Regions from separate parts of the Mus musculus genome. Here region 2 is linked to region 1. Evidence: chromatin contacts called from public Hi-C data. All regions are on one chromosome and are shown on one strand. The core of a region is the stretch at or near the end of the contact, and the rest is flanking DNA. Distances in the headings are between cores, read along the strand shown. Region 1 overlaps Col4a2 (collagen, type IV, alpha 2). Region 2 overlaps Arhgef7 (Rho guanine nucleotide exchange factor (GEF7)).

What was found. Hi-C and Micro-C count contacts between places; a contact is called where the count stands out from the background.
Region 2: a Hi-C map of myocytes shows a contact between it and region 1, with 2.1 times the contacts expected there. The contact joins two enhancer-like sites. A contact is called at or near these places in 2 of 39 promoter capture datasets (3T3-L1-derived adipocytes and liver), 1 of 484 Hi-C or Micro-C datasets (myocytes), 3 of 115 datasets of contacts at active chromatin or transcription factors (large pre-B cells, microglia and stem cell-derived neural progenitor cells) and 1 of 9 other capture datasets (embryonic stem cells).

What each region holds. Positions count from the first base shown.
Region 1 is chr8:11,416,536-11,422,810 of GRCm38.p6, forward strand. It overlaps Col4a2 (collagen, type IV, alpha 2), which reads left to right. Exons shown (of 48, transcript NM_009932.4): 21 at 4,042-4,134; 22 at 4,633-4,787. Among named protein-coding and RNA genes, the nearest start is that of E230013L22Rik, 58 kb to the right of the region's middle. Within about 2 kb of position 3,331, at least 83 of the 459 cell types and tissues checked have an H3K27ac peak or open chromatin away from gene starts, as enhancers often do. A contact at or near this core is called in myocytes, where this site is marked.
Region 2 is chr8:11,751,036-11,757,310 of GRCm38.p6, forward strand. All of the region lies in intron 1 of Arhgef7 (Rho guanine nucleotide exchange factor (GEF7)), which reads left to right. Among named protein-coding and RNA genes, the nearest start is that of Arhgef7, 26 kb to the left of the region's middle. Within about 2 kb of position 2,611, at least 8 of the 459 cell types and tissues checked have an H3K27ac peak or open chromatin away from gene starts, as enhancers often do. A contact at or near this core is called in myocytes, where this site is marked.

The sequences.
Region 1 (6,275 bases), core at 2,081-4,580:
CCTGACTTAGCCAGGGTGATGCCCCATAGCATCTGGGATGGTCCCTGAGTCAGCCAGGGTAGCATTTTCAGGTTGTGATGGTCCATGCCATCCTTAATATCAAGAACGCTTATCTACTGAGTGGTATGTGTGCCATAGCTTTGAGCTGGTCATCCACAAAGCCCGGTCTCTTCAGCTATAGCATTCAGTTACACATTAGATGTTGAAAAATTCCTCATGGGAACATTTCATCTGCTGGAAAGACTGGCTTTTGAGGCACTGAAAGGAAATATGAGGTCATTTTCTCTTTCCGGAGTAACATCGACCCACTTCTTTCCAAAATGATTTCAACTCCCTGACATCACCTCCAGCAGCAATCTCTCCTCAAGTCGTTCTTTCAGGGGGCAGGGCAACCTATTTGCTCATGGGTAGTGTTGGGGTTTAGTTAAACTTCAAGTTCAGAGGCTGTTTTAATTGCTTTGGGAAAATCCTTCTCTGCACCATCTCCAGAGGGAAAGTTGTTAGTATCATCTCTTCCATAGAAAGAAATTCTTCTGTAACACAGACGCATAGGAAGCCAGTCACTTTGCTTCTGCTCATATCCCACAGTAACATTTTAACTTAACATGAGCCTACTTGCCCAGTTCTCTTTCTTTTGGAAGATAGCACATTCGTTTGAAAAGTAAGTGTTGATATTTTCTTGGATGATGCATCTGAGCAAAGCTATCTTTAATGTTTTCTATTATGCTAAAGGTAATTTTTATGATTTATATTTGTTAATATTGACAGGAAAATATTTATCGATGACATGTGTACCATAAAAATGTCTATGAGCCTGTCCTTCCTGTGTGTAGTGTCTGTAGGGTTTTCCCCACATGCGTCAAAAACATAAACGATACCATGAATGAGGACATTGTCTCTGTCACTCTATCCTATCACAAGCATCCAATATCTTCATGGATGAATTTTGCTCACTAAGTGGTTTACAGCTTCAATGACATAAATAAACTAACAGAAGCAAATAGATCTAGACAGCAACCTGTAGTAGATTACCAGCTGATAAGGGGATGTATGCAGAAAAGGGACTCATGTAAGAAGTTTATCAACTAAAAATGTTAGGACATCCAGTTTAAGCCCTTCTTGCATTGTTTCCTCTTTGAGACACATTGTTGTTTTCTCTGTGCGATACATTGTTACCAAATCAACTGCTCCTACAGCAAACTCTTAAGTGAAAACTAGCCAACCAACGGCCTTTTGAAGTATGCTCATAGTTCGGATCCACCCTGAAATTAGTACTGGAAACCAGGAGTCCTACCTTGCTCAGCCTTTCTCAGATCTGAAACGTTTGGAGTCTTCTCTCAGAAACTGCCTTTGGTCCTATTTTGTGTGCTGCGGTTGCTGGAAGCCAGAATGCTTAGTCATTCAGAGAATCGGAGCGAACATTGATGCCAGCTGTCTTTCGGGGTGAAAGGCTCTGCTGGCGCCATTTCTAGTACAGCTGACTGAATCAGCTATTGGCTTCTTCGTGGAAGTCATGCTGAGATCTCCCACGTCCCAAAAAATGTATTTAAAATTATGAATGAATTACGTAGAAGAAAACAACCCAGGGGAGAGACAGAGGTCGAATCTACACGGCTCAACTGTGCCTTCATAAAGGCCTTACTAACTCCCAAGAAAGACATCTCTCTTTGTCCTTGGTGCAGGTTTTAAATGGCAATTTTGTCCTTGGTGACAGGTCTCTAGTTTTAAGTGTTCATAGAGTCCAGGTGATAATCCTTCTATTTACGGTCTGCTTTTCTCTCTGTCTGTCAGGAGGGCTTGACAGTTTAGGCTAGAGCCCAACCCAAACCTAAGCATCTCCTGGAGGGGTTCCACGGGCACATAGGCAGTGCCTGTGCGGAAAGGCTTTCCTCGGCTCCATAGTACCTGTCCACTATTCCTATCTCTGGATACTTTGTAGGACTTCTCAGTGGCCCCCTCTCCCTCTCCCTCTCCCTCTCCCTCTCCTTCTCCCTCTCCTTCTCCCTCTCTAACTGCTTCTCTCTCTCCCTCCCTCCCCCACCTCTCTCTCTTTGTCTCTCTCTGCCTGTCTCTGTCTCTCTGTCTCTCTCCTCTCCTCTCTTCCCCTCTCCTCTCCTCTCCTCCCCTCCCCTCCCCTTCCCTTCCCTCCCCTCTCCTTTCCTCTCCTCTCCTCCCCTCCTTTCTCCTCTCCTCTCTTCCCCTCTTCTCTCCTCTCCTCTCCAGTGGGAACGCAGCCCTGTGAAAACATCACCATTCCTCCTCTGTACTCTGAGCTACAGCCATGAAACTTCTCACTAGAATCAGCAGCACTGGGTCTCAAGAATGCCCAGAGCGGAGCTGCAGATCTCCACGCTGTCACTCTCCTCTTTGACCCACACATTCCCTGGTACCACTATTCCTCCATAGCGTCTGTACTTGAGCCAGGAGTCTCTGGGCACCTCACTCTCCACACTGGACTCACAGTGTGTGGTGCAGTCTCTCTCCTTAAAACACTTCAGGACTCCCGTTGCCCTTAGGAATAAAAGCCCAAGAGGGTCTTCTCCCCTCCTCCATGACAACACTCCTCCGTGTACCCTTTACACACTCCCTGGTCATGGCTCCATACTGTTAAGGGGCCATTTGGTCCCTCCGTTCCATTTCTGGAGAGCCCTTCAGCTCCCCGCCTGGCCAGCTCCCTCTGTCAGCCACAGTCCATGCCACTTCCTCAGAAGACCCCCCTGGACACCACCCATTCTAAATCAGCTGCTCCCAGCTTCCCTCTCACGGTGCTAGCTAGAATCTGAAACTTCACATTTGTTTGCTGAGCGTGTTAGCTGTGTCCCTGCATCTCAGCTGTCAGCTCGAGGCAGGCCAGCTTCCCAGTGCCAACACAGCTCCTGGCCTGCTGCCTGGCGTGGCTCAGGAGCTGGCTTGTGGTGGATGAATGAGTGAGTGAGAGACTGTGTTAGATGTGAGGCCAGATCAGATTACACAGAACAATGCCCGCTGGTCTCTTCTACAAATCTCTGCTTCCCTAGGCGCTCCCAAACCATCCCATGCCTTTGAAGTCACTGCCTCCTTATCCTTTCCTGTGTAGCCACAAGCACCTACCTTGTCCTGGGGTATTCGATGGAGCTATGACCACTACTAGATTTAGCAGCAATAAGGCTTGGTGGCTCATACCTGTCATCCTGACACCTGGGAGGCTGAGACCAGAGAGTCACCATAAGTTTGGGGCCAGCCTGGGCTACAGAGTAAGACAATGAGAAGCAAAGGAGTCCAGAGGTACTCAGCTACCCTGCAGCACAGCCAATCTCGCCTGGATACGCAGCCTTGGATCCACCACCAGATGGCAGTCTTCCCAAAGGCCTCTAAGAATTGTGAGGTCTTAGTGGAGTCTCATCTGGTCAATTGATATACATATGTGCAATTATTGGGGCACTGTAGTGACTAATAACTCTGACCTTTAGTGAAAAAAAAAGTGAACCTAGAAGAGGAATATTGGGGCCAAGGTCATTTAGTGAGGTCAACCATGCCCAGTACCAATTAGGAGAATTCCAGTTAGTTTCCAGGACCCCCATGTTTGCAGGTTTACATGTGTGTTCATGTGTGCAGGAGAAAGGAGAAATGGGGAGGTCTGAGAAGAGATGGGCATGCACTCCAGAAAGGGGACAGAGGGAGAGCTGAGTTTATCTTAATCCCACACCAACCCCCCCACCCCCCCACACACACACCTTGGGGGACATTCTCTGAGGCTGAGCAGAGATGCGCGGCCATCAGCAACATGGCTGAAAAGTCAAATTCTTCGTTTGGACTGAACGTTCCTCAAAAGCAAAGACATTGGTCTCGATACATTGGTAGAAAAGCTAAATTTGCAGGCTCTGGTCTCTGTTCCATCCTGAGGGACCATGGCCACATGGCTGTCCAAGCTTCTGTCTTGGAGGTGCTGGTGTGGGTCTGGAGATGCAAGGAGCTGGGGTAGACTTGGCTGAGAGGCTGCACTGGACCTGACTGATCTGGCCGACTCTCACAAATGCTTTTGTCCTGTGTGTTTTTCCGTAGGCTTCCTGTTTGGCCTGAAAGGATCAGAAGGGAGAGTGGGCTACCCGGGACCTTCAGGTTTCCCAGGAACACGAGGGCAGAAAGGATGGAAAGGTGAGGACTGCAGGGTGGGAAGGTCAGGATGGTGACCCCAACCTAGCCCCCATGTCACCTCCTCTTGCAAGTTGACCCCGCCCCCACCCTTCATTCACTTCTCTGAGGGTAAAGGATGGGCAGTCTGATCTGAAATCTGAAATGCTACAGAATCTGAAACTCTCTGAGAACCAATATGCCAATATGGCACAGCAAGTGGGGAATCCCACAGCTGGCATCACTCGCTGGGCCGCAGCCAAAGTGGCCACACCAAAACTTGTGGGTAAAGTTAACTTCGGGCTGTGTACAAGTCCTATGAAACACCTTATGTCTGGATGAGGACTACCCGTGACCTCAGCACGTATATGCAGCATAAAAGGCACTCTAAAGCCAGGCGTGGCAGCGCACGCCTTTAATCACAGCACTCAGTGTCTTCTCCCACCAGCCCCTCCACCTGTCCTCTACCCCTGCTAGTCCAAGCCCAGCTTAACGCATGCAACCCTGTCCTAATCACGACAGGTGAAGCTGGAGACTGCCAATGTGGCCAGGTCATCGGGGGTCTTCCGGGACTGCCAGGACCCAAAGGTTTTCCCGGTGTCAATGGGGAGCTCGGAAAGAAAGGCGACCAAGGAGACCCAGGCCTGCACGGTATCCCTGGGTTCCCAGGATTCAAGGTGAGAGAAGAGCGCCCCCTGCTGGCTAGGGTTACCTTGCAGCTGCCAGGTGCCGGTGCCTGAGGCGAGCCAAACATCGTTCACACACACTATCGGCTTTTTTTTTTTCCTAAGATGTGCTTTTGAAAACTTTAACCTGTTGGACTGAGATAGCGCAAGCCACTATGTAAGTTAGACATAAAGTTATCACTGGACCCAGAGGTTCCATTCCAGGCTGCAGAAAGGGACTGCAGCCCTGGGCCTTCTCAAGTATATGCACTGTGTGTGGAATGGCATTATACATAAGAGCCATTTTGTTTTATAGAAACATCCAAAATGCCCACTGTCTGATAGGTAGGAGAGAGAAAAAGTGCATGCCCACACTAAGGTATGCCGTCCTTCACAGGTGGAGCACTGGGCACACTGCTGTGTAGAGACACAGGTGCGCGTGCACATATGCACAGCCTCACCATGTCTCCCAAGCCAGCCTTCAACCCCTGGCAATGCTCCCATTTCTGCCTCCCTTACTCTGGGATGGCAGTGTGTGGCACCACAGCTGAATGTCCCTATCACTTAAGAATGACACTGTTTCATCTTAGTGCCTGTGATACTATGTTACGTCTTAGTGCAGGAGACCGTGCCAGTGTGATCGCAGATCGCAGATCTGCGGCTAGCCTAGGCTACATGAGCAAGACCCTGTCAAACACACATATACACACACAGCAAAAGGAAAATGAATGAATGTTTTAAAGACAGTGCCTCCCCTCTAAGTCTGAGTGTTGTTAACGTGTTCAGAAAAGATCCTGAACTGGAAGCCATATGCTCCATCCTGGAGAATCAAGTCAGCTGTTCGTCTGACTCATTCCTAGAAGCAAATGGATTTCACTCGGTGCCTCTGAAACCTATAAATAGCCCACGTGTGCCTACTGCCCTCCTGTGTGCACACAGCAGAGGGCTTTTCTCCAACCGCCTCTGGTTGTGTTTGTTGTCCTGAACTTAATTATATGTCTGTGTGTACAACAACCCTGTGTAAAAGGATCCCCTAGGATGTGTGTGTGTGTGTGTGTGTGTGTGTGTGCTGGGGGAGTAAGAGTGTGGGTCTGTGGACCTGTGTGATTGTGACCAGGAGGCTGATGGGATAGATGGATACAGATAAATGGGTTGTTGATTGGCCAAATGATGTGTAGGAATGCCTGGAATAGTGTTCTGTGATCGTGGCTGGTTATCTGATCAGCTAGTTGGATGGATGGATGGATGGTTGAGAGAGGGAGAAACTAATACATAGTTGGTTATCTAGATAGATTATACACTTGACTAGTTTGTTGGAGAAGATAGGTTGGTTGGCTGTTTATAATGATGGATGGATGGATGGACAGATGGATGGATAACGATTGACTGATTGGCTGGTTAGTTGTAGTATTTGTGCTGTATAGCCTGGAAGGGTGGTTGAGGCACAAGAGCTGGTCCATAAACACCCACTGAGCACCACTGTGTGTCTGTATGTGAGCA
Region 2 (6,275 bases), core at 1,361-3,860, 330 kb after region 1:
CCAATAAGCTTTCTTACTAAGCCATGTGTCTTTGAGAAGGACTTTATTTGGTAGTTAGCAGCAAACCTTGGCGACTTTTGCTCACTGCCTCCGTTGCTGTCCAGTGGATTGAGGAGAACTGTCTGGGGAGTCCCACTCACACGTGTTTACTCTGTACACTCCATACCATGCTGCAGAGTAAGCATAGAGTGTTTTGGAGGAGTGGGACCCTGCTTCAGCCTAGCTGGATCTTCCGGCTGGCTGCTGTGGTGTAATAAAGGTCTGCTCTGATAGGATCCGTACACAAGGTGCTGTGCACTAGGGAAGGCATGTTGTCCTGAGGGGAAGGTTGGCAGACTGGGGGATAGTTATTGTCCTCCCCTTAGTTTACTTAATAATGAGGTACAGTAAGTGCACAGTTACAAGAAGCCTTCTGCCATTGCCATCCTTGAGAGCATCTGCTGTTGCCACTGCTTGTGGGGACTGCATGTTTTCTGGGCACTTATACCCGATTTTAGTTTACAAGTGAGTATTGTCCATACTGTACTCCATATTTCTGGTCAGTTATATAAGGAAAGCTAGTGGCTTGAGGGGGAGGGCAGGACCTTGTTGTGTACTCCAGTCTGATTTTGTTGTTGTTGTTGTTGTTTTGTTTTGTTTTTTTTTTTCCGAGACAGGGTTTCTCTGTATAGCCCTGGCTGTCCTGGAACTGACTCTGTAGACCAGGCTGGCCTCGAACTCAGAAATCCACCTGCCTCTGCCTCCCAAGTGCTGGGATTAAAGGCATGCATCACCACCACCTGGCTTCAGTCTGATCTTAAACTAAATATCCTTCTGCCTCTACCTCCTGAGTGTGGCCATTTCAGGCCTGCATCACACAGCACTACTTTTTATGTGTTGTGTGGTGGTGGTCTGTCTTGGGGAAGCATCATAGTTTTTACTGATTTTTTGTTTTTTGTTTTTTGTTATCTGTTTCCAGCTGCCTATGGGAAGCTCTTCAGGCTAAGGTCTCTGTAGAGCACAGATTCACAAATTACATTAAATAGATGAGGCTGAAAGAGCCCATTTGTGAGTTGAGAGATAAGTCTGTACCCAAGAGACCATTACTCCCCATTGGCCTATAAAGGACTCTGTGTTTGGTGTGTGTGTGTGTGTGTGTGTGTGTGTGTGCGTGCAGGGCTCCTAGAGTAAGCCTGAAATAGACTCCAGAGCTGCTGTCATTGAGAGAGGACTTCCAGTAGAAGCTTGGCTTCAAAAACAACAACAACAACAACAACAACAACAACAACAACCAAAACAAAAAAAAACCCCAAAACAAAAAACAAACCATTATGTGAGTGTTTAACAAACTGGGCTCCTTGGATGGGGGTCCCTGAGTCCTGGTGTTCATTGATTCCTGGGTACCAGTGTAATGTCACTAAGTGTGGAGCTGGGGTGAGATGCTCACAGCTCTGTGACATAGTGTCAGTACACCATGTAGCCAGTACCTCCAGTGTCCAGAGGGAAGTGTTTCCCCATTTCCTGCCAGGACCGCAGACAGGCTGAAGCCTGTCAATGTCAGAGAATGGGCAGCTGAGAGACCATGTCTCTGCAGACACAGCCGGCTGATGAAGCTCACAGCGTAGTTTGGGACAAGTCTTGGCATCTCTTTGAGTAAAATAAGGGCTCCCTGTGCTGCTCTTTGCAACCTTTCCTGGGGAAGGCTCCTGCACTTCAGCCCACATGGCCATGTTACCAGGTGCATGGGTGCTCGCTCAGCTTAGCTCTTTACTGTGAGGTGCCAGTGGGTTGGCCTTAGGGCTGATGTCTAACAGGGAGCTGAGGTATGTTCCAGTAGGTCCTGCCATGTCATGGATGGCACAGAGGGGCACAGGGCTCAGAACACATAGTGATCTTCCCCACTGGGTGGCAAGATTATTGTTGACAGAGTGGGACCTTTGTTCTGGAGTCAGGAGCTTGAGTGATTCTCCCTGTGGGAGAGAACTGGAATATTCCTTCCCCAACAGCTCACCCCATTTCATTCACTCACTCACTCATCCTGGGATCTTGACCTTAGCCTCTGACAGTTCTTATGTCCAAGCCTGGCTGGACATCACAATCAGGTGGCGTTTCCGGGAACCATGGTAGCTTTGTGCAGTGAGAACCCAGAGGACAGGGACTCTGGGCAATGGGTTCATGCTGCCACAGCATGAGCAGCTCTCTCCTTTGGACTTGGTTGCTCAGGCGGCAAATGCCCTCCATGCTCTCAGCCCTGCTGACCCACATGGCCTGCCTTCTCATACAGCTGGCCCACAGACTCCCTAAACGCTGTCCAGCTGTCTGTCCAAGACAGCTGCCTTCACTGGCACTTTGTTGAGACTGTTGGGGAGGGACTCACTGCCCCAGCCAGGAGCAGCTGGTGAAGAGTGGAGGAGAAACTGGACAGCTGTGAGGGTCCTGGACTCTGCTTTCAGCATTACTTGGTGACTAATTTTCATATCAGGCACATTTTGATCAATTATCAAGCATAAAGGGTATCTCTAGGGAAACCAGAAAGGTCTTTAGAAGATTTCTAGTCCTGATTATCTCCTGGTGAAAGCTTGCAAGTTAATATTGTAGAGAACCTTTCGCACCATTCCTGCGACATGACCTGGGCAGAGCAAGTGTCAGGCCACTGTTGCCTTTCTAGAGTACATGCAGAGCCCTCTGCTCGGTGGCCTCGCTAATCAGCAAGCAGCTGTGAACATTCTTACACCGGGATTTTGGTGGCTATGATTTCTCCTGGGCAAACAACAGCTGGGGCCTAGGGTAGAAACAAGTTTAACTGTGGAAGAAACTGCCTGTTTTTCTGGTCCACTCTCCCAAGTCAGGCTCAAGGTTGCGTTTCAGCCTCGCCGACCCTGACATTGTGAACATTCTCCTTCTTCTCCCTCTGCTAGGCGTGCAGTGTTGGCTGGACTTTTAATGTGTTCTCATGTGTGTGTGCGCCCGTGAGTGAGTGGGAATGTATATGAGTGGACCCTGATGGTTGATGATGTTAGTTTTTCATTTGTTCATTGACTATGTGCAAACTGTCTTTAGAGAGGCATGAAGGACTCTCCCATGTTGTTTTGTCTTGTAATAATCCTAGACATGTTGTTTTTCACTACAGTCTCCGGTGCCCTTGACTATGTACATTTTAGAAAACACTATGGACTTCTGAAACCACAGGTGTTTCCCCTCTGCCCTGAGATGGTGTATTGCTGTGTTGCCTGGACTTAAATTTATCAGCTCAAGTGATAGACCTACCCCTCTCTCAAGTAGCTGGAACTGAACTTCTATTCTAAATGGTGTGATCTGCTGTGAACTTGAGGCCCAGTAAATATTGCTGGATTAACTTATTATCCACTTGATCCAACAACTCAGTTAGGCTACTGGCCTTAAACTGGAGATAAGGAAATAGACCTAGAGGGGTCAAGTGACTCCCCTAGTGACATGTTTGTTATAGCGCTAGAGCTCTTCACTCGTAATGTTGACCCCTTAGTTTTCCAAACAGCGATGTTCATTGGAGTTCTAGTTACATGTACCCATGTACCAGACTTCAGAGAGTTATGTGGGCCAGGACGTCTTAAGGTAACCCATGGAAAGAGCCTCAACTAGTGTGTCCACAAAAAGGAGCCTGTAGTCATAAGGACACATAGCCAGTTTGGCTGTCCCTGCTCCTCTTCATAACATTCCTCTCCTACGTCACACAAAAAGGCAGACTGTCACCCATTTCTTGTCTTCCTCAGATGTACTGCAAAAAGATGAAATTCTTTTCTTGTCACTTAAAGGACAATCACAAACATGCTTTATAAAAAAGAAAACAAAAATGAAATGAAACACCCAGGGTGTTAAGACTTCAGTGACCCTAATGGCAGAGACTCTGTGACTCTGGGTTCAGTGACCCCAGTGGCAGGGACTCTGTGACTTTGGGTTCAGTGACCCCAATAGCAGGGACTCTGTGACTCTGGGTTTTCTAATTCCTTGCTTTCATAGACATTATAGGAGGCTCTAGTGAAGCTATTAACATTTAAAATCTCTGAATGGGTAATAGGCCACATCTGGAGTTTGGCTTTTGTCACTCATTAGGTGTCAAAGAATAAGTCCCATTACAAAGCTCCCATTCCCACATGCTCGTCTTTATGGATGGCCACTCAGCACACACATGGAGAGAACAGTCAGGAAGAGTTGGTGGTGGACAACACTTCATTCTAGCAAAGTGGTAAAATCCACAGATGAAAACCAATCTGGGTCTGCCACCAAGTCTGAGACCTGAGTTTGATTCCTGGGACCCACATGGGTGAGAGAAGAGAACTGACTGCTACACTTTTCCTTTGGACTCCACACACACCATGGCACGCATGCCCCACACAGGTATGTGTAATTTAAAAACCACATTTCTCACTAATATGTAAATCCTCAAGGTGTTTTGCTTTTTATAGTTAACAATTATCAAAATCAATGTATGCTGCTTCCATTATTTTATATACTCATCATACAAGAAAAGAAAATAACAATTAGCCTGTGGTTTCATAATCAAATGTAGAGATGAAGAGATGAGTCTAATTATTTGTAGTGTTTACCTTCTCTGAAGTTATCTCGAATGCTGAACTGCAACATTGTCCTTGGGGGAAATACAGGGCTAGGAAACCAAAAGACCCTGGTCATATTTTTATTTTGCATGTACTTGTAGATGTGAGCATGTGTGCACATGGCTGGTCACAAAATTCTGCCAACGAGTGAATACATGACCTTATTTTATGGGCATTTTTGGAGAATGTATGCTATAAATGTTATGTATTTACTTACAATAAGCCATCATCTCAAGTACAGTACTGTGTAATCTACCATGGCTGTAGTGGTTTATCACATATGCACATATACAGAATGTTCATAATCAGACAGTAATTGCAGCCCACACACACATACTGGGCGCTGTATATAGTAGGAATGCAAAAAAAAGTCTTAAGAAAAGTACTCTGCAAAGGTCACATGGTTGGCTTCATGAAAATGTTAAAATTGCCCCGTAGGGGGCGCTAGCTGCAAGTTGAATGTACTTTGAACTCTGACCTTGGGGAGACTGGAATTAGTTCGGTAGAAGGGGAAGATGTGGGTAAAGATGGCTGTCCCTTAGAAGACTGGCTTTTTTTTTTTTTTTTTTTTTTTTTTTTTAAATAGACTTAAAGTGGCTTAAAGCTTGAAGCATTGCTTAGTCTCGTCTGTTTGGCTTGTCACCTCCAGTCTTTGACTCAAGGGACAAACGCAGTGGAAGCAAGGCTGCATTCAAGTATGAGCTCCCAGTCTTCCTGTCTTAGGATTTTTTCCCCCCAAGGCAGACTTGGATTGTTATTTTAGCTGCTGTGGGGATACTTTGTGTTGTCTTGCTGACAGTATTTATTCCAGTGCCATGTTCGATCATTTCTAGGACTTGGTCAGTGGTTTCTACTGCCCTTCCAGGCCAAATTTCCTCTAGTTTTCCTTCTTGTTTCCACTCTCCACTCATTTGCTGTGCAGTAGTCATTATGGTTTTGATGTTATTACTTATATTTTCTGTCATACTTTCAGAGTCGTTAAGGCAACTTGGCCAAACCCTTTCTGATAGTTACTGCTGATAGCCAGCTTGCTGCCGCCTGAGGTTGTGCCAACATAGCTGACATTGCACATGGGATGGGTTTCCAATAGTCTCACATGGTAGTTTCCTTGCTGGCCTTTGAGTGTTAAAAGCTTTACTAAACAGTTTGTCTAGGCAGTGTGCCTTAAAAGCTTGTACTGTGCCCTAAGGGGGTTGAATGAGAGTGGAACAGGTACATTAAATTAATAACACCCAGAAAGTAAGGTTTTGTCCTGGAAGTGTTTATGGACTGGGATGAAGCAGTTGTGGATCAATCCCAGAGCATTCTGGATGCCATCCATACATGTATTGTCATCTCCTGTGACTGGCATGCAGTTGAAGTTTTTGGTCCTAAGTGGACCTGGGGTTTGTTTTTTTTTTTTAATCCCATTAGGGGCAGCTTATATTTAAAATTTGCCCTTGGTATTGGCACACAATAGCAAGGTTGCACGGTCTCGGAAGCCTTTGCTCAGGAGTCTGAGAAGCTGTTTTCATAAGGCAGTTTTGTTTTCCGACATTCATGGAAAACACGCTGTCTCAGCAGCACTGGAAACCTGTTCTTTAGCACAGCCCTAGCTATAGAGAACAAAGTCTTTCCTAAACTCTTTATCCGTACAGCCACTCTGAACTGTAAGTTGATACGTTCATGATGTATCAGTCTTTTAATGACCAGCTGAGGAAACTG